Linked DNA regions of Zea mays: region 2 is linked to region 1. The links are chromatin contacts, called in public Hi-C maps. All regions are on one chromosome and are shown on one strand. Each heading gives the region's core, a stretch centred on a gene start, on an enhancer-like site or on the middle of the called end of the contact. The rest is flanking DNA. Distances are from core to core; before and after follow the strand shown. Region 1 has its middle 140 kb from the start of LOC100279916. Region 2 holds the start of LOC100191591.

What was found. A called contact is a pair of places that touch in the nucleus more often than the background predicts.
Region 2: a contact with region 1 is called in a Hi-C map of endosperm, with 5 times the contacts expected there. The contact joins the promoter of LOC100191591 here to the enhancer-like site in region 1. A contact is called at or near these places in 4 of 25 Hi-C or Micro-C datasets (ear, endosperm, leaf and 1 more).

The regions. Positions count from the first base shown.
Region 1 is chr4:119,201,369-119,204,335 of Zm-B73-REFERENCE-NAM-5.0, forward strand. No RefSeq gene overlaps it. Among protein-coding and RNA genes, the nearest start is that of LOC100279916, 140 kb to the left of the region's middle. Within about 2 kb of position 1,458, at least 17 of the 20 cell types and tissues checked have an H3K27ac peak or open chromatin away from gene starts, as enhancers often do. A contact at or near this core is called in ear, endosperm, leaf and 1 more, where this site is marked.
Region 2 is chr4:119,433,642-119,436,608 of Zm-B73-REFERENCE-NAM-5.0, forward strand. LOC100191591 reads right to left here and starts at 1,424. Exons shown (of 4, transcript NM_001137021.1): 1 at 744-1,424; 2 at 1-257. The coding sequence starts at 1,133.

The DNA.
Region 1 (2,967 bases), core at 208-2,707:
CCTACTGCAAGCGCACCTGACCTGGGCGCGGGACGAACACGAAGGCCGCGGGACTTCCACCTCTCTCACACTCGACTCCGGCCACCTCGCCTCTCCCCCCTTCGCGCTCGCCCACGCGCTCGACCCATCTGGGCTGGGGCACGCAGCACACTCACTCGTCGGCTTAGGGACCCCCCTGTCTCGAAACGCCGACAGTTTCTGAGAAGGGCAATGTAGGAATCCCTCGTCCGAAAAGCCATCGCAGCATGATCGACCCAAGAACCTCCCTATATGTAGCTCCTCCACCGCCCTTGCCCCTTTTGGGTAAGGTAGCCCTCCACTAGCTTTCCTAATTAGTCAGCCAAGGGTGTCCCATTCCACCCTTGTGGTAGCACGGATATCTCAAGTTAAGCTCCATGTTCCAATTAACACAATGATCTTGTCATGAACAATAATTAAACAACAACATAACTGGAACATGATCATAATATAACATTAATTTCCCAAAACCAGGTAGAGCAATAGCAAAACTACCCAATAGTTCTTTTGTCTGCAAGGTGTGGGATAAACAATGCTAGGGAAGCCTATTAGGTCTCATTAAATTAACCTGAGCATGTCACAGTGATTAATAGGAACATTATTGGGTAAAGAGAAAAGTGATCAAGGGCACAACTTGCCTTAGACTTGAGATCCACAGGTACCAACTTGGTCTTCAAGTGACTCGTAACCTCGCTGCTACTCGTAGCAATACATACAAACGAACAAGGAGTACATAAAAATAACATTACACCAAACATGAGAACAAACTGCATAATAATGTCCTACACGTCGTAACTAGATCCTAGGTTCGAGAACCACTAAATTCGGAGTTACGGTCATAAAGTTATGATTTTCCGAATGTTTAAGTGTCTACTATAAAGCAAAGGAGGTACAAGATTTTAATCATATGTTTCATGGTATTACAAAGTTACTAGATGATAAACAATATTAATGTGAGATTAATGAAACTAGAATGGATCAAAAAGGAGCTAAAATAAAGGAGTTATGAATTTCCGAGGTTTGCAGACTTATTTTTTATACTAAAAATCCATTTTTGGATTTATTTTACCAAATTCTATAAGTCTTGGACTGAGGGTGCCATTCTTTAAGAGATCAAGGGCCAAACTGCAAGTTTTAGGGGCATATATTAAATTTTCTACAATTGCATCATGACAGCGGGTTGAGTTGAAAGAAACCTAAGGGCTCATGCGCAAAACAGGCTGGCCGAAGGGGTACAAGCGAATATGGACGGCCTGATCACCCGCTAGCGGCCAGGATTAAATCACTAAACCGGCATATAATGATAGCCGCAAGATCTATCACTGACGCATCAGATTTTATAACGCCCAGATCGATTTTCGAGCGCCCGATCTAGATCAAACGGCCCGCGTCAGATCTAGCCGAAGCGTTATACGTGAATCTAATCCGGGGCGTCCTTTCCGCAATCAACGATTACAAACTTTCCTCCCCAACCTTCTAATCTCTATCGTTCATCTAGATCCTACGATCTCCACACCATCTTCATCCACCAGCTGACCAAGCGGCGGCGGGCAACCCCACGGCGGAGGCCATGGCCGACAATGCCCGTTCCGTGCAACATCACCCCATCCATTAATCCTATCCGCGATCAATGTTCCCTAGGTGATGGTGAATATATGTAATAACCTCTTACCCGCGATTGAACAAGGTAGAGGTCTAGCGACGCCACCCGACGGCTCCGCGGTGGTGGGGAAAGATGACGAGAAATTGGAATGACTAAGAGGCTCCCTCCTACCTGCAGATGCCTCGGGTACCACCTAGGGGACCCCGTGAATCCTCCCGACCAAGAGACCGACCGCAACAATGGTCGTGTAACATGGGCGGTGGCTCGCATATGCCCACGCATGAACACAACACAGCGGCGAGGCCCTCAGTGGTTTCAATAGATGAGGTGAATCGAGCAGGGCGATGACTTATAGCGGTCGGGCTTCAGGTCACGGGGATATCGGGTTTATATCTTCGCGAAGCTCGCGGATTAGGAGGCGGAGGGATCACGACGAGCCTGTTTTCCCTGAAGTTCACGCAGTCGGTGCTAACAAATCTCGTTTGGGGGAGGGAGGAACTGGCAACTGGGTCCCCCACACCAGTGACTGAGCGCAAGCGTGCGTGCTCGGATAAGGAGGCTGACCACCTGACCCACCGGTCAGCGCGAAGGTGGCAATTGGGCTGGCGCGGGGGAGGCAAATGGGCCGACCAGGGCAATTTGGCCCATGTGGTAGGCGATTTTCCCTTTTTTATTTTCCTATTTCCATTTCTTTTCTTATTTCTATCCTCTAATTATTCAAATTATAAATTCAAACCTAATGCAATCATTCAAATAAATCTCAGCATGAATGCAAGTCCATAGTTTTATTGATTTATTTATTTATTATGCTTCTTTAAGTTTTTTAATATGAAATTCATACACTCCAAAGTATGCATTTTAAGATAATAATTTCTAGTCTATAAAATCTTTTATAGATCACTTTATCAAAGGGATAACTAAATTCATATATGGATTTTTCTTATTAGAAAATATTTTAAATTTATGAGAGATGACTTCAGAGGTAAGGAAATCCTTGTTAGAAGATATTTGAATTTAAAATCCTTGGAGACTTTTCCTAAATCCCAAAGTTATGACTTGAGGTGTTACAAATTCTACCCCTCTTAAAAATAATCTCGTGCTCGAGATTAGTAGAAAAGGGATGCAAAAGTTTTGTTTTGCAGTTGGCTTCTAGTTGTCCAAATGAGATCAAAGTTAGAAAATTTCTTTCTAATTGAAGAGGTGGTTATAAAAGTCATGGGGATGTTCTATGTTTGGCTACTTAGGCAGAAGTAGAAAAGGTTGAGGTTAAGTAAGGCTAGGGCAAGAAAAAGATTTCATCCGAAGTATTCGAACACTTGATTCATCTTGAGGTCTGCTCTGACTTT
Region 2 (2,967 bases), core at 174-2,673, 230 kb after region 1:
CAGAACCCAGAATCCACAGGTGCAACCCTCCCAATGGCGCTCTCTCCAAAATCAGCATGTAGGGTCTCGACCCCCTTCTTGGCGTCATGCATCACCTTGAAGCTAGCCGGCATGGCTCCCTCCCCAAGCTTGAACCGGTCGACTTTCTTCTCCCAGCCCTGCAGCAGCAGGGTCTTGAGAAGGAAGTTCTTGACAATATCTGGCTCGCCATTCATCAGAAACGCCAGTGCACTCGGCACGAAATCCCTCACAAACACCTGCCCACCAAGGTACCCTGAATAAGATATATGTACTCCTACGAGCTTCGAATGACAAGCTTGGAATCAAATAATTTTCAACTTGTGTCAACAACAGTGGTGGATCTAAGATTTTTATCTAAGGGTATGCCACCAAAAATGATTATACAATTCGATAGAACCATTTTTCAATTTGGTAGTAACAGTTGTAGAATTACAATGTAATTTGATATACATGCACTGGATAACAAGATACTCCTAAATTTTAAATTCGAAGGCATAAATTACAATATAAATACTTCAAACGCCTGTCAGTTAAAATTTAGACATAAAAGAGCATAAGAGACTTACAATACTACCTAAATGACTTTTTTTAACTGATACTTTCTAAGCGATATGAATGTGTCGAATATACATTTATACCATTTTCTAAGCGATATGAATGTCTATTACAAGTAATAATCAATTTTTCACAAGAGGGAGCTATAAAATGGAGTGACAGCCCACTTGGTCGTAGTTGAGGACTTCCTCGGACGCGTGGTCGACGGCGGCAACGGTGCCAAGGGGCTGGCCGCGAAAGAAGACGAGGGAGCGGCGGAGCGCCTCCCAGGCGTCGCCGACGATAGGGTGGGGCTCGAAGGAGTGCAGCGCGGAGGAGGCCGGCGTGCCGACGAGGGAGCGCAGGCCGCCCCCAGGCGAGTACATGCCGTCGAAGCCACCCCTGCCGTATCCGCCGGAGTGCGAGACGTCGCTGAGAGAGTGGTCGTCGAAGGAGCGCTGGCGCTCGACGTTGATCCGCGGCTTACTGAGCAGCCGCGTGAGCTCAAAGTCATCCGACTCCGACAGCGAGGTGTGCGACGCCGACCGCCGCATCCCGCCGCCAACCGCCAGCTCCATGGCGTCCGGGGTCTTCTTCCCTCTCCTCCTCGCCCCTTGGGTCAAACCAAACCTGCGCCCGGCTCCGCCTCCGAGCCCCCACCCAGATCTGGCCCGAGCGCCGGCGAGCGAGAGATCTGGGCGCTGGCACGACAAGGAAGGAAGGGGGCAGGCGCGAGCAAGACACGGCCGCGCGAATCTCTATGCGAGTAGCGACGACGGCAGGGTGGGGACGTGGAAGGAGGGGGCAAAAAAAAGATTAGCTTGTTGCGGAGACGTACTTATACTCTTATAGTAAACCGAGATGAGGCCTCGCCGGCGGCGGAGCCGTGCGGCACCACGGAGTCTTATAGCGAGCAATGGTGGATTGGTGGGTCAAGGGGGCCCTCGCGTGGATGAAGGTGGTTGCCCGGCAGCTTCGTTCCTGGGGGTGCGGGATTTTGGTGGGTCGAAGCAAACAGCTAGAGCGGGTGTGCAGGTGCAGCTGTGTTGCACGTGGGGTTGGTGGAGGGTGGGGAGGACGCGGCGCCGACGTGGCACGGTGATCGCGGTCGAGTGGCTGCCTGCTGCCCTGCTCCCACGGGGGAGGACGGGCAGGGCGTCGGGCAACGGTGCCGAGATGCCCGGCGATTTGGGGGAAGCTGGCGGGGTCGCGCGGCAGCCGTAGGCCGGAGCTCGTAGGATCTGCTTGGCTCATTTTTGTCTAGGATTTAATCCTGTGGATATGCTTAAGCTTAACTACGGAGTGTGTTTTGTATCGTTTCCTTATGGGGTAGGACCGTAGGATACTGATCATCGTTGAATCTCTCATTTAGGTCTTATTCAGTTAAGGTGGATGAAAAGAGATAAGATAGAATTAAAGACTTTGTTTGGTTCACTATCTAATTTGCCACACTTTACCTAACTTTTCTGTTTAAGATTAGGGTTGTTTAGTTTGTGACTAAATGTGTCACACTTAGCCTAATGTTAGTCGTTCGAATTGAAAACTAACCTTAGACAGAAAAGTTAGGCAAAGTATGACAAGTTAGGCATCGAACCAAACAGGCCCTAGCTTTTTAATTCGAACGACTAACCTTAGTTAAAGTGTAGCGTAGGTAACCACGAACCAAACAGACCCTAAATCCTCTTTAAGGATGCGCTTGATTAGAGAGTCAACTAGAATGGAGCAATTCCATTCCAGTTTTTCTAAAATAGTGTCGTTCTATTTCGCATTTGGCAAACAGAACAGAGTTGCTCCATTTTTGTTTGGTTGAAGAGTATAATAGAGTGAAGCCGCTCCGTTCTCTGTTTGATTGGAGATCCATATGAGTGTAGAGAGTAGTAGAGGGATAAGAGCACTCGCATTCAATTTTTTTGGAGTGAGAGAATTCCAACTATTTATGATAAATTTTCATATGGAAGTTTCGGGATATTCCATTTTCTCCACTCCGCGACCAAACACACCCTAAGGCTAGTTCTTGAACTCTATTTCTCTAAGAGCTAGTTTGGGAACTCTATTTTTTCAAAGGATTTCTATTTTACCAATGTAAATTGAACTAATTTTCCTCGAAAAATGAAAATCCCTTAAAAAAATGGGGTTACCAAACTAGCCCTAAGAGATTTCTATTTTCACAAGAGAAATTAGTTTATTTTCTATTAGAAAAATAGTAATCTCTTTGAAAAATGGAGTTACTAAACTAGCCTGGTGTGGTATGTTAAAAAGGGGTGCAGGAGGTGGGGTTTGAACCCACACCTTTGATGGAAGAAGGGTGAAAGACAATAGGTGAATCTATCTAACCAGGAGAACATCATGCTGAAGTGTTTATAATATTGAATACAAATTGTACATATGTATATATGATTTTTAAAAAAAATC